2 separate regions of the Mus musculus genome follow, and region 2 is linked to region 1. The links are chromatin contacts, called in public Micro-C maps. All regions are on one chromosome and are shown on one strand. Each heading gives the region's core, a stretch centred on a gene start, on an enhancer-like site or on the middle of the called end of the contact. The rest is flanking DNA. Distances are from core to core; before and after follow the strand shown.

Region 1 (5,435 bases), core at 962-3,461:
CATTCACACATAGACACACACATACTCTCCCTCTCTCTCTCTCTCTCTCACACACACACACACACACACAATTCAAAAAGAAAAATCCTTCTACCAAAAAATGGCAAAAATGGGGGTTCATCTGTTCTTCTGCTCTGAAAAGATCATATGATCATTTTGTCTCCCAGTTGGTCATTATGCCCAGTGACACCACGTGTGTCTGTGATGAGAATATTCTGGAACAGCAGCAGCATGGAAACTGGTTGTTGAAGTCAGCTGAGTCGACTTCTAGCCAGCCAGTCACTTGATCCCATAACCATACATGCCTGCTTTCATAATTTGTCTCCCCCTGCCAGAAGATGCTGCCAGGCGGGGTGTGGGGTTTCAGATTCATCCTTGGGCATGACGGGACAGAGGGGGAGAAGCTGGCCAATCACAGCTTCCCCGATCCCTGAAGACAATGCCCAGGCCCCACTGTCTATAAGCACAGCCAGCTTATCTCTTCCCACTCTCCTCACAGTACATTCCTGAGGCCCACACAGAGTATTTTCATGAAAGAAATCCCTTGAAGGAAACAGTTTCTGGGACAGTGGCTAAAAAGGAACAGAGACATTAAATACATTAAATACACACATTCTGGGACAGTAAAAGTGTCTGCTAGCCAAAGGCTTTTAAAACACGTGTGCAGATGTGGTGGCATAAACATGTAACTCCATCTGTGAGGCTGAAGCAGGAGGATTGACATGAGCTCAGGACAAGCCTGGATTGCATAACAGATAGTAGTAGCTCTGCCAGGGCTACACAGCAAGACCCGGTCTCAAAAATGAGTAATTAAGGGGCTAGAGAGATGGTTCAGCAGTTAAGAGCACTGACTGCTCTTCCAGAGGTCCTGAGTTCAATTCCCAGCAATCCCATGGTGACTCATAACCATTTGTAATGGGATCCGATGCCTCTTCTGGTGTGTCTGAAGACAGCAACAGAGTGTTCATATACACGAAATAAATAATATTTAAAAATGAATAAATATAACCTAATTTCTAAACCCACACACAGAAGATTTAAATTGTGCTGGCCTATCCAGTAGCCACGAGAATTTAGATTTAATAAGAATCAAACAGTGACTCAATTAGTAAAGCACTTGACAACTGAGTTCAATCCTAGAACCCATCTAAAAGTGCCGGGCACTATGGGATATTCTTGTAATCCGAGGCTTGGAAGGTAGAGGCAGAAGAATCCCTGAAGCTTACTGCCCAGTCAGACTACCTAACTGGTAAAATCAGGGACTCTGCCTCAAACAAGGTAAGTGGCATCCCGGGGGATAATATCTGAAATTGAAATTGTACTCTGGCTTCTACACATGAGCACATATACACATGCGTGTGTGTATGTGTGTGCACACAAAATTTAAATAGCAATCAAAATTCAGTCCCTTAGTGAAACTAGCCAAATTTCAAGAGCTCAACAGCTGCCTGTGTCCCACAAGTACAGCACTGGATAGAGTAGGCTGCAGAGAAACTGTCACATGGAAAGTTACAATGGGCAGTGCCTATACAGAATATCCCATCAGATACAGTCCCAGCCGACTTCACCAGCCAGCTTCCATGCTGCTGCTGCTCCAGCGCGTCCTCATCACAGTGGTTAATCGGCATAACAGTTTGGTACGGGCAAACTGGTTGTTCCACTCAGTTGGCTGACAAGTTGGTTGCAGACTCATCAGGCAAAGGTTGGCCATGAAGGGCTCCTTTCATCAGCTATGGGCGGCTGCCTTGAGGTAAACGAGGGTTGTGGTCCATTCTAAACTGGGAGCAGCATGTGACAGACATGCAGAATTGCCAGCCCCCACTCCCTGAATGCTGCTTTCTAGTTGTGCAATCTGCTACAGCTCCAACCAGAATTGCATAGCAAACATTCCAGGCAGGGGCCTGGGGATTGGATCCACACTGGAAAAATAGAGGCCATGGGCTCACGGCCTGAAGCTCTCACTCATGACCTGAAGCCCTCACTCACGGTGATTAAGTCTTCCAGCCTCACGTTGACACTGGTCAGCATCTCTCTGCGCTCTGCTGCATGCTCTGGGCAGGGGTAGATGGTAGCACGAAACCTGTGTTAAACACATTAAAAAGGACACACGTGAGTGACTACAGAAAAGCTTCTACAGTCCCTTTGCTATGAGGCCATCACTGACTGACTAGACTCAAATGACTAAGCCTTGGCTGAAATGGCCTCCTGTGTGGTCCTTAGAAAATGATTCACAACAGCTGGGCACAATGCCTCGTGCCTATAACCCCCGGCACTTAGAAGGCAGATGAGACGGGAGGATTACAAACGCAAAGCTTTTTCAGAGTGAATTTCAGGCCAGCCTCGGTGTGTACCGCAAGGGGAGGGTGTTTTCCTAGCATGAGTGAGGTCCTGGGTTCAATCCCCAGGACAGCACACACACACACACACACAAACATAAGTAACATCAACATTGTTCTACAGAAAGCTGGACCATGGAGATTACTTTTTCCTTTTCTATGTGCTGTTTTTTGGTGTCAGTGAATCAAATCCAGGGTCTCCAGCATGTCAGTCAGGCAAGCGCCCCACCACCATGCTGTGCCTCCCGTTCAGCCCACTCAAGCAGCAAGCTAGACTAGAAGAACAAGGTATAACCTGGACCAGGCTGTGTCGCTCGCTACTTTGTTACCTTGGTAACTGGTTAGTTACCTTCTCCCTGTTCCTATGCTCACAACTATTGACAGTCGTTGTGTCTTCAGCATCATTTAAAATGATCTTCTGGAAGTTACTCTAAAGTCCTAGTCAACTTCAAAGAGGGCCCAGTCACGGGCATTCTGCATGGCACAACTCTTTATCCACATCCAACCCCAGTCACCATGATAGTGCGACAGTCTCTCACCCGTCACAGATCTTCTTGATTTTCAGCCTGAGCTGTTCTCCTTGGTAAAATATGATGAATATATTCTTTTTAATTTCTTCTTTCTGGAATATCAGAAAAAAAAAATGTATTTTCCTTCCTTCCTTCTTTCCCAGAGTTGGGGGTGGATGACCTGTGTAAACATTCCACCACTGAGCTACACCTAGCAGAACATAAACTATAAAATCTGAAAGCCCCAAAGTAATAGGGATACTGCTTGCTAATCAAGGAGGCCACAGGAGCGTCTAATTCTGCTCTCACCCCCAGGAAGAAGAGCCATGCTCACACCTAAGAAAACACCTCAAAGAGAGGCTCGGGTAATCCAAGTATCAAAACAGCAGTCGCTAGCAGGGCGTCAGAAGCAGCTGTAAACACCTGCATGTTACAGGTTAGTCTATGCCTGATACTTAACAAAGGGAAAGCTGTGGCTGTTTTGACTCACACAGCTGCTGACTAGGTGCTCTTAAGAACACTGTAGGCCAGTGGGTGTGGTGGCACACGCCTTTAATCCCAGCATTCAGGAGGAATTTAAACTTTTCAGGCAGTCAGGGATAAGCAGTGAGACCCTGCTCAAAACAAAGGAACAAATGAAACACACAAAAGCCATTGCTTAAAGTAATGTTTCAGACTGGGGGTGTAACTAGTTCAGTGGCTGAGGGTCCACTGGGCTTGCGAAAAGCCCTGGGTTCAAACCTCAGCAATGCAAACACAAAATTTGTTTGTAACAATGCAAATATGAACTGACACAATGCTCTCAGCTTGTTGTCGCTGCTTTTCATTTGAAGGGATAAAGAAAAACAATAAAACACGTTCCAATGAACTTATCACAGCACTTGGGACCCTGGACTCAGGTGCCACTTCAAAGAGATGCCACTTGTCAGGCCCAGAAGGTGTCATGAAAACGTCACACACCCTTCAAGCCAATAAGCCTCCCTTCCTTGGATTCGTCTTACAGACTTGATTCATTAAGAAGTAAAACGCCACATGCTTAATCCCAGGACTAAGAAGATGAGGAAGAAAGTCTTGAGTTAAAGCCGGCCTGAGGATAGCTACACTGTCTCAAAACAACCACCCAAAGGTTAGGAGCAGAGACACCATAGAGGGTACCCAGAAGCAAGCGTCCAGAGATACATCCTGAAGGTCCCATCACCCAGCATCCCTCACAGTAGTACCCGTACACATGATCGCTTCGGTGGCTTCTCATAGGAACAGGTTAGAGGTGTTCTGGAATTTCTGCAAATGCCTACTTTACACTATTTCCAAACATCCTCCAAGTATGGAAGCTTGCTGGTCTTTTTCTGAAGGTTGAGGTCATCTAGTCTCTAGATCTGCTAGAATCAGGCATCCATTCTGACTTCCTGGCACCTGCTAGGTGACCCTCCGTCCATGAGCCTCTTTCTCCAGATAGTCCCTTTATAAACACTCTCTCCCACCATGATGACTACATTGTCAAAACCTAATTCTGAAGTAGCGGTTCAACACCACAATTTAAAATAACCATAGAAACCGGGTGTGGTGCCCATGCCTGTGATCTTAGCACTTGGGCACTATAGGCCCAAGATGAGAGGTTCAAGGCCTGTCTCTGCTGCATGGACAATTTGAAGTCAGTCTGGGACATGTGAAACTCTACCAAAACACATACATACACACAAAGAATAAAGGATGCACAGGACTATAGGTAGACATTTTCTTATTAAGTGAGAGAGAGCAGAAAAATCATTTCCATATAAAATTATAACTGTACTCAGGAGAGAGAGACAAGCAGATCTCTGAGTTCGAGGCCAGCCTGCTCTACAGAGTGAGTTCCAGGACAACCAGGACTATACAGAAAAACTTTATCTTGAAAAACCAAAAAAAAAAAAAATACATAGATGCATAATTATAACTGCCTTGGTTAGAGAAAAGCAATACAAAAAGATAGTTAAGGGCTAGAGAGATGGCTCAATGGTTAAGAGCACTGACTGCTCTTCCAGAGGTCCTGAGTTCAATTCCCAGCAACCACATGGTGGCTCACAACCATCTGTAATGGGATCTGATGTCCTCTTCTGGTGTGTCTGAAAAGAGTGACAATGTACTCATATACATAAAATAAATAAATCTTTAAAAAAAATAAAAGAAGATAGTTAAAATATACTGGTATACTAGAGATCATTTCGGGGGGGGGGACTTTTTTTTTAGTTACTCACAGGAAAGAGCATGAACACAGAACACAGCCCCCACCCCCCAATCACAAATAATGTGGTTGAGTTTCTCCTGTTGGGTCAGCACATTTCAGATGCACTGGATAAGTCTCACCCTGGGATAACCTTAGCATCTCCTCACCGGATAAATATGTGCTTTTCCCCCCCCTTATTCTCCATTTTATTTTAACTATTTTTTTTAATCAAATGTAACTTAAGATTAATGTTTCAGCCTCTCCTCTGGAAGATTACAGACTTTTGGCTTCTGGGAGTGAAAATCAAGCAGGCTTAAATATTAATTGCAAGGGTAGAGGAAACAATTATCTTATAGACTTAACAGCAATAACTGTGTAGCTTCAGGG
Region 2 (5,435 bases), core at 2,016-4,515, 170 kb after region 1:
TGTATGGGCTGTGGAACTGTGGGTGAGCCACACTCCCTCCTTTCTTGTCCTGGGTATTGAACTCAGGGCCAGTGCAAGCTACCCAGAGTTATACCAAGTCCTGAGTGGCTGTTTTCTGCACCTTGCTTTAATTTCTAGATTCTGCCATGCTGTCAATTTCATGCTAACCCTAATTCTTAAGAGGAACGGTCCCTGACTAAGGAATGGGCCACCATCCCCATTCCTTCTCCACTGTGGGTGGCTGGCTACCTGAAAGCACCATTTCAAAAGAAATCTCCAAGCATTCCGGGGTGTTTCCACAACAGTGAATAGTCAAGACCAAACTTAAAAATGTTTTCTTTAAAAAAAAAAAAAAAATTCACCAGGTGGGGGTGAGCCTTTAGTCCCAGAAACTCTATCCGGAAAAGCAAAACAACAAAAATCATGCATTTAAAATGCTAAAGGAAATAGAAACAGACGACAAATCAATACAGCAGAGAGCTCTCTCTGAAAACGGTAAATAAGGGGGCCCACATGAAAATCAAGTCCATCTCTACTGAAGATGGGGAACTTGTTAGCCAGACATAAGACTGCTGCCTCCCAGAGGAACTGCAAACAAGATTAAGGCACCACCCCCATCCCCTCACCCTCACCACTCCAGGACAGGCCTCAGCAAAGTCTCCCTGACCGTGCTGTTGTTGAAAGTAAGACACTAAGACTAGAGGGTCCTGGTGCCACCGAGGGAAAACCTGGGCCAAACACACCACCTTGTCCCAGGATCAACAGTTGCTGGCCATGGCCAGGCACCCCACCAGCAGCCTAGGCACCTTACCAAGACACCCTCTGTCAAGTTGGCTTCCCAAAGCCTGCAATCAGATCACCGCTCAGGTCATCCCTGAAGACCCTCCACCTAGCAGTTCACTCCGAGTGGACACACACATCCACACTTGATTTATTTTTGAGGCCAGGCCCCTGAAGTTGGATGCTACTCACACACTGCTTCTAGCTCTGTGTTTCCTGCCCAGAGGCAGCTACGCAAACCAGAGAAGCAACTTAGTGAAAGGATGCCGCCTTCATCTCTGTGAAGTCAGGTCTCGGATAGACATCTAACTTCACATCTCCTAATTGGATTTTGGATTAGGAGTAGCAGAGAACCCGAAAAGGGGTTTCTAAACAACGGGGAGGCAGTGTAGACACACCCACTGTGTGTCTTGAAGTTTAGCAAAACAACTGTATCTCCTAGAGCCTCTCCAGAATATTCAGATGACCATGTGCAAGTGGAAAAACGCTGGGGCCGGGAAGCTAAGCGTATCACAGAATCTGAAGCCAGACTCTCCTAAACACCTGTTAAGGTCCTCCTCAGTTAAGCTGGGATCATAAAGCCTATAATGTGACCAGGTCACACAGCACCTGGCACACATCAGTGTTAACAATTAGTGAGCTAGGTCCCATGACGGTCAAATCCAGCAGAATCCAGCTTTCTCTGTCGACTCTAAAGTCAAGAGCTCTCGGAATGACTAACTCCTCTCCGAGGAACACTGGACTGGACTTCTCGGAACGAGACTGGGACAGGAGATGCTAGCTAAGGTAGGCAAAGTTTCTGCAGCCACTGCACACACAGCCTAAAAAGAGGCCCACTCTGTCAACCCTACCTCTGCTGTGGCTCCCTGAGGCAGCGTTCCACCCAGCTAGCGGAAATCTCTGGAGGCTTCGGCTGTGACCCCGGCCTGTGGGTCACGGAAAGAAAAAGGGGAATGGAGAGCTATAGCAATTCCTCTCATCATCCAGGCGGTGACCTTGAGCAAGATGCTTCTGCCTCGATTTCCTCCTGATCGAGTGAATGGGTCCCAACCTGTGCTCCCTTAAGTCCGTTCCTCGCTTGTATTCCACCATCCCCTTTGTGGCACTAGTTATAATGCCCACAGTCGGGCCTAAGGGACACCTTCAAATGCGTTCTACTTCCTTCAAACCACTTGGCAGTCCTCTGGCCCTGCTCCCACAAGCAGGCAGGGTTCTGGGCTGCTTTCATGGCTTTTCTGTCTCTCCTGAGCAGTGAGAAGAAGCTCTCCACCTAAACTGCTCCTTTCTCCTTTCCTTTCCTACCCACAAAGCAACCAAGCACGTGTGGGCTGGGGCAATCACAGGATGCACTGTGTCACCTCAGAGATGGTCTCCAGTCCAGTGCAGTGCGTGCTCAGGATGGATAAATAAACATTTCGGGGAAGCAACATGAATTAAACCATTTCCTCAACAAACAAAACCCACCCACACGCCTCATAAATCATGTCTCTTAATCCCATGCTGATGAACAGTCACTAAATTGCATCTATTATAAAAACCAACCATGACTCCTTTCATGCCCTGACACTTCAGACTCAAAATATTTTCACACTCCATTGTAATGCCTTTGTGGAGGTAATACCAATAGCTAGTTCCCTGGAAAGATCCATGGCCAGGGCGCTTTCCAAGAGATTTTTTTCTTTGAATGTTCTTTGTGTCCTGGCGCACTGGGGGACACAGCCAGCTTGCTTGCATCTGGGGTAACACTGGGTGTTCACGGCAATGCACAACTGCTCTTCTGCACACACCAGATGCATCCCTTTGCCCCAACAATAAAAGTATCCCAAAACATTCGCTACGCCACATTCACACAACCGTGCACAAACACAATTCCAGTGCCTGCATTTTGCAAAGGGGAAAAAGAAAATAGGCATCTTCGGAGCAGAAACCACCAAACCCGCCTCGGGCAACATGGTTCACGGAAGACTAGGTTGCAGACCTTTTAGCAAGACCGGTCAGAAACCGCTCGCTCTTTTTTCCTTTGGATTTATTCCTCTCCTCCATGCCTTTATTTGCAGGGCCCAGGAAGAATAGGAAAGCATCTCCAGCAAGGAGGGCGAGGGAGCGGTGAAGAATAAAAGAGGATGGGCGGGTGGGGAAGCCAGGGGGTGACGAGCGCGGCAGAGAAGGCGGCCAGGGTGGCGGCCGCGTCCCGGGGGGCTCCGCGAGGCTTACCTGGGGCGCACGAGGCCGGCCCGGCGAGCAGCAGCAGCCAGAGGCCGGGGAGCAGCAGCCCCGGGCGGCGGTGGCGGGAGGAAGGCCCGCGGCCGCACCGCTCCGGCACCAGTGCAACCCTGGCGCGGGGCTCCCGCTCCATGGCCACGCGTCGGCTCCCCGACACCCCGGCCTCCGGGCGTGGGCGCGCTCAGGCCCGGGACGCCGGCGTCCGCTGCGGCGGAGACTGGGCGCCTAGCACCGGCGCGCAGCGAGGCCGGCGAGGCGGGGGCGGGCCGGGCCGGATCCGCGGACTGGGGCCGCTGCACGCCGGCCGCGCCGCTCCGCCCCCTCCCGAGCCTCGCAGCCGCTGCCGGGCAACGCACGGCCCCGCGCGGGGAGGCGAGCACCACCTCCCGGCCGGCCCGGCGCCTGCCTGCGGGCGGCCCGGCGGAGGGCGAGGCGGGACCCGGTCCCCGCCCTCCCACAGGACCCGCCTCTCAGGAGGGCGCCCGGGACGGCGCCGCCCCGCACCCGCACCCCCGGGGCCCTAGAGGAACGGTCGCAAACCGGGTGATTCCGGAGCACGCTCCTCCCGAGCCGCCCACGCGGGGCGGGCAGCAGGTGTGTGTGCGGGGCGGCCGTGGTCCCTGGCAGACCCCGGGCTGCTGAGCGGACAAAGCCGAGAGAAGTCGGCTCTCTTTCCCAGAGCCCGCGCGCTGGAAAAGAATGGGGAGGAGGCACACAGGGCTCAGCCCATCCTTTGCCTTTCCAGAGCTGTGCCACCTTGTTGGCAAAGGTGGGCCTTTGGTAAGACCTAGGCCTACTGCCCTGAGCTTAGTGAGTCTTCAGAAAGGGGCTACTGAAGCTGAATCAAAGTGGACAGACACAAACACACAGATCCAGGCCTTATTTTTTAAAAAAGAAAGTAGCACCAATATATGATGAAAAAGACCTTGTTGGGGGTTAGTTTCCTGGGGAAATGGGGGTGTGGATGGGAGTTAGCATGTGTCTCTGTGCTAAGAGCCAAGTGCATTAACTCTGAAGGCCGAATAAGGTTGGAAGGTCCTAGAACACACTACAATTTTGGACAGTTGTATTTCAGAGGTTGCACCAGCCGTGGTCTGCAAGCCGTGCATAAGAGAAGTATCTTGTTGAGTGAGAAACTATGACAGACAGTGGGAAATGTCAGCCATCCAGACTGGCCAAGGATCAAGGTTGCTCTTCAGTGAGGTAGGCAAAAGACCCAGAAAGATGCTACCCAGTTTTGCTGGGCAAACTCATCTATCTAGGCAAAGAATCAGAAGTTCCTGTTCTGAAAAAAAAAAAAAAATAGGCACCTGTTAAATTTCAGGGAAGATGAGAATCTAGGTTATAAGCTTTTGTTGATGACCCTAATTTTTGCGTTCCATTGTGTCACTTGTCATAAGCAACCCCCATACATTGCTCTCCTGCTCCCCCAGACATATACATTCTTGGAGTTGTCTCCAGCATACCCAAGTAGAGAGTTTGCTTGTCTGAGCATGTTTGCACCCTGACCACAATAGCCCTAGGTATGGCTCCCCTCTCCTCGCTTTTCTCTGAATTACTCACCTGGCCACGGGGCACAGCCTGGAGCAGCTCTTGACATTTAGTCCTATTGTGTTGTTATTTTTTATGAACTTGTTAGTCCACACATACACACACACTAAGTTAAAATGACGTTCTAACATGTTATCGCCCCACACAGGATCCCCCACGGCTCCAGGAAGATTTCATTATATATTTATTGATGGGAATCTATGTGTCCTTTACAATTGGCCTCAGCCTCCAGGAAGTTCCCAACTGCACTAGACAGTGGGAGGAAGAAATCTCCCACACCATTCTGAGTCAACTCAGACACTGCTAGAAATTAACAAAAATGCAACCTTGGGCTAACAGGAAGGACCCCAGGGCATCAACTTTCTAAGGAAAAGGGGATCCCCAGAGTCCCTTGGTCTCTCTGCTCTCAAAACGTAAAACCAACCTCTGTAGGGAATTAGAGCATTCTCCCTCAGTGTCTAGCAAAATGACTCCCAGGGCTCAGCTGGCAGATAGTGTGACTCTGCAGATCCAGCAGGAATGAATGCCAAAGGGAAGCAGAAGTGTGTGTGTGTGTGTGTGTGTACTCATGTGTGTGCATACACAAGTGAACATGCACGCCCCCACACCTAGTCACACCTCTGTGCACATTTGTGTCTAAAAATAGGGATTAAGACACAGCCTCAGAGCATTCATACAAAACTATGCAATGGACAGTGGCAATGTCTTAGCACTTTGTATGACTTGTTGGTACTGGGAGGGAGATATAAAAGGATATAGAAGCATTGGTTTTAAACACCTTTCCACCCAGTCTCATTTTGTGTATAAATAAATGAGAGATGAGCTTTCCCTCAGCCACAAGTGAAGCGCCAACCAGTAGGAGGGAGAGTCAGCATGGGTCC

The links. A called contact is a pair of places that touch in the nucleus more often than the background predicts.
Region 2: a contact with region 1 is called in a Micro-C map of embryonic stem cells, with 2.1 times the contacts expected there. The contact joins the promoter of D630045J12Rik here to the enhancer-like site in region 1. A contact is called at or near these places in 1 of 39 promoter capture datasets (embryonic stem cells), 7 of 484 Hi-C or Micro-C datasets (embryonic fibroblasts, embryonic stem cells, erythroid progenitors and 3 more), 4 of 115 datasets of contacts at active chromatin or transcription factors (all in embryonic stem cells) and 1 of 9 other capture datasets (embryonic stem cells).

What each region holds. Positions count from the first base shown.
Region 1 is chr6:38,080,045-38,085,479 of GRCm38.p6, forward strand. It overlaps Atp6v0a4 (ATPase, H+ transporting, lysosomal V0 subunit A4), which reads right to left. Exons shown (of 21, transcript NM_080467.3): 8 at 2,876-2,958; 9 at 1,987-2,080. Among named protein-coding and RNA genes, the nearest start is that of Tmem213, 27 kb to the right of the region's middle. Within about 2 kb of position 2,212, at least 65 of the 459 cell types and tissues checked have an H3K27ac peak or open chromatin away from gene starts, as enhancers often do. A contact at or near this core is called in embryonic fibroblasts, embryonic stem cells and myocytes, where this site is marked.
Region 2 is chr6:38,250,874-38,256,308 of GRCm38.p6, forward strand. D630045J12Rik (RIKEN cDNA D630045J12 gene) reads right to left here and starts at 3,266. Exons shown (of 20, transcript NM_194061.3): 1 at 2,995-3,266. The coding sequence starts at 3,136.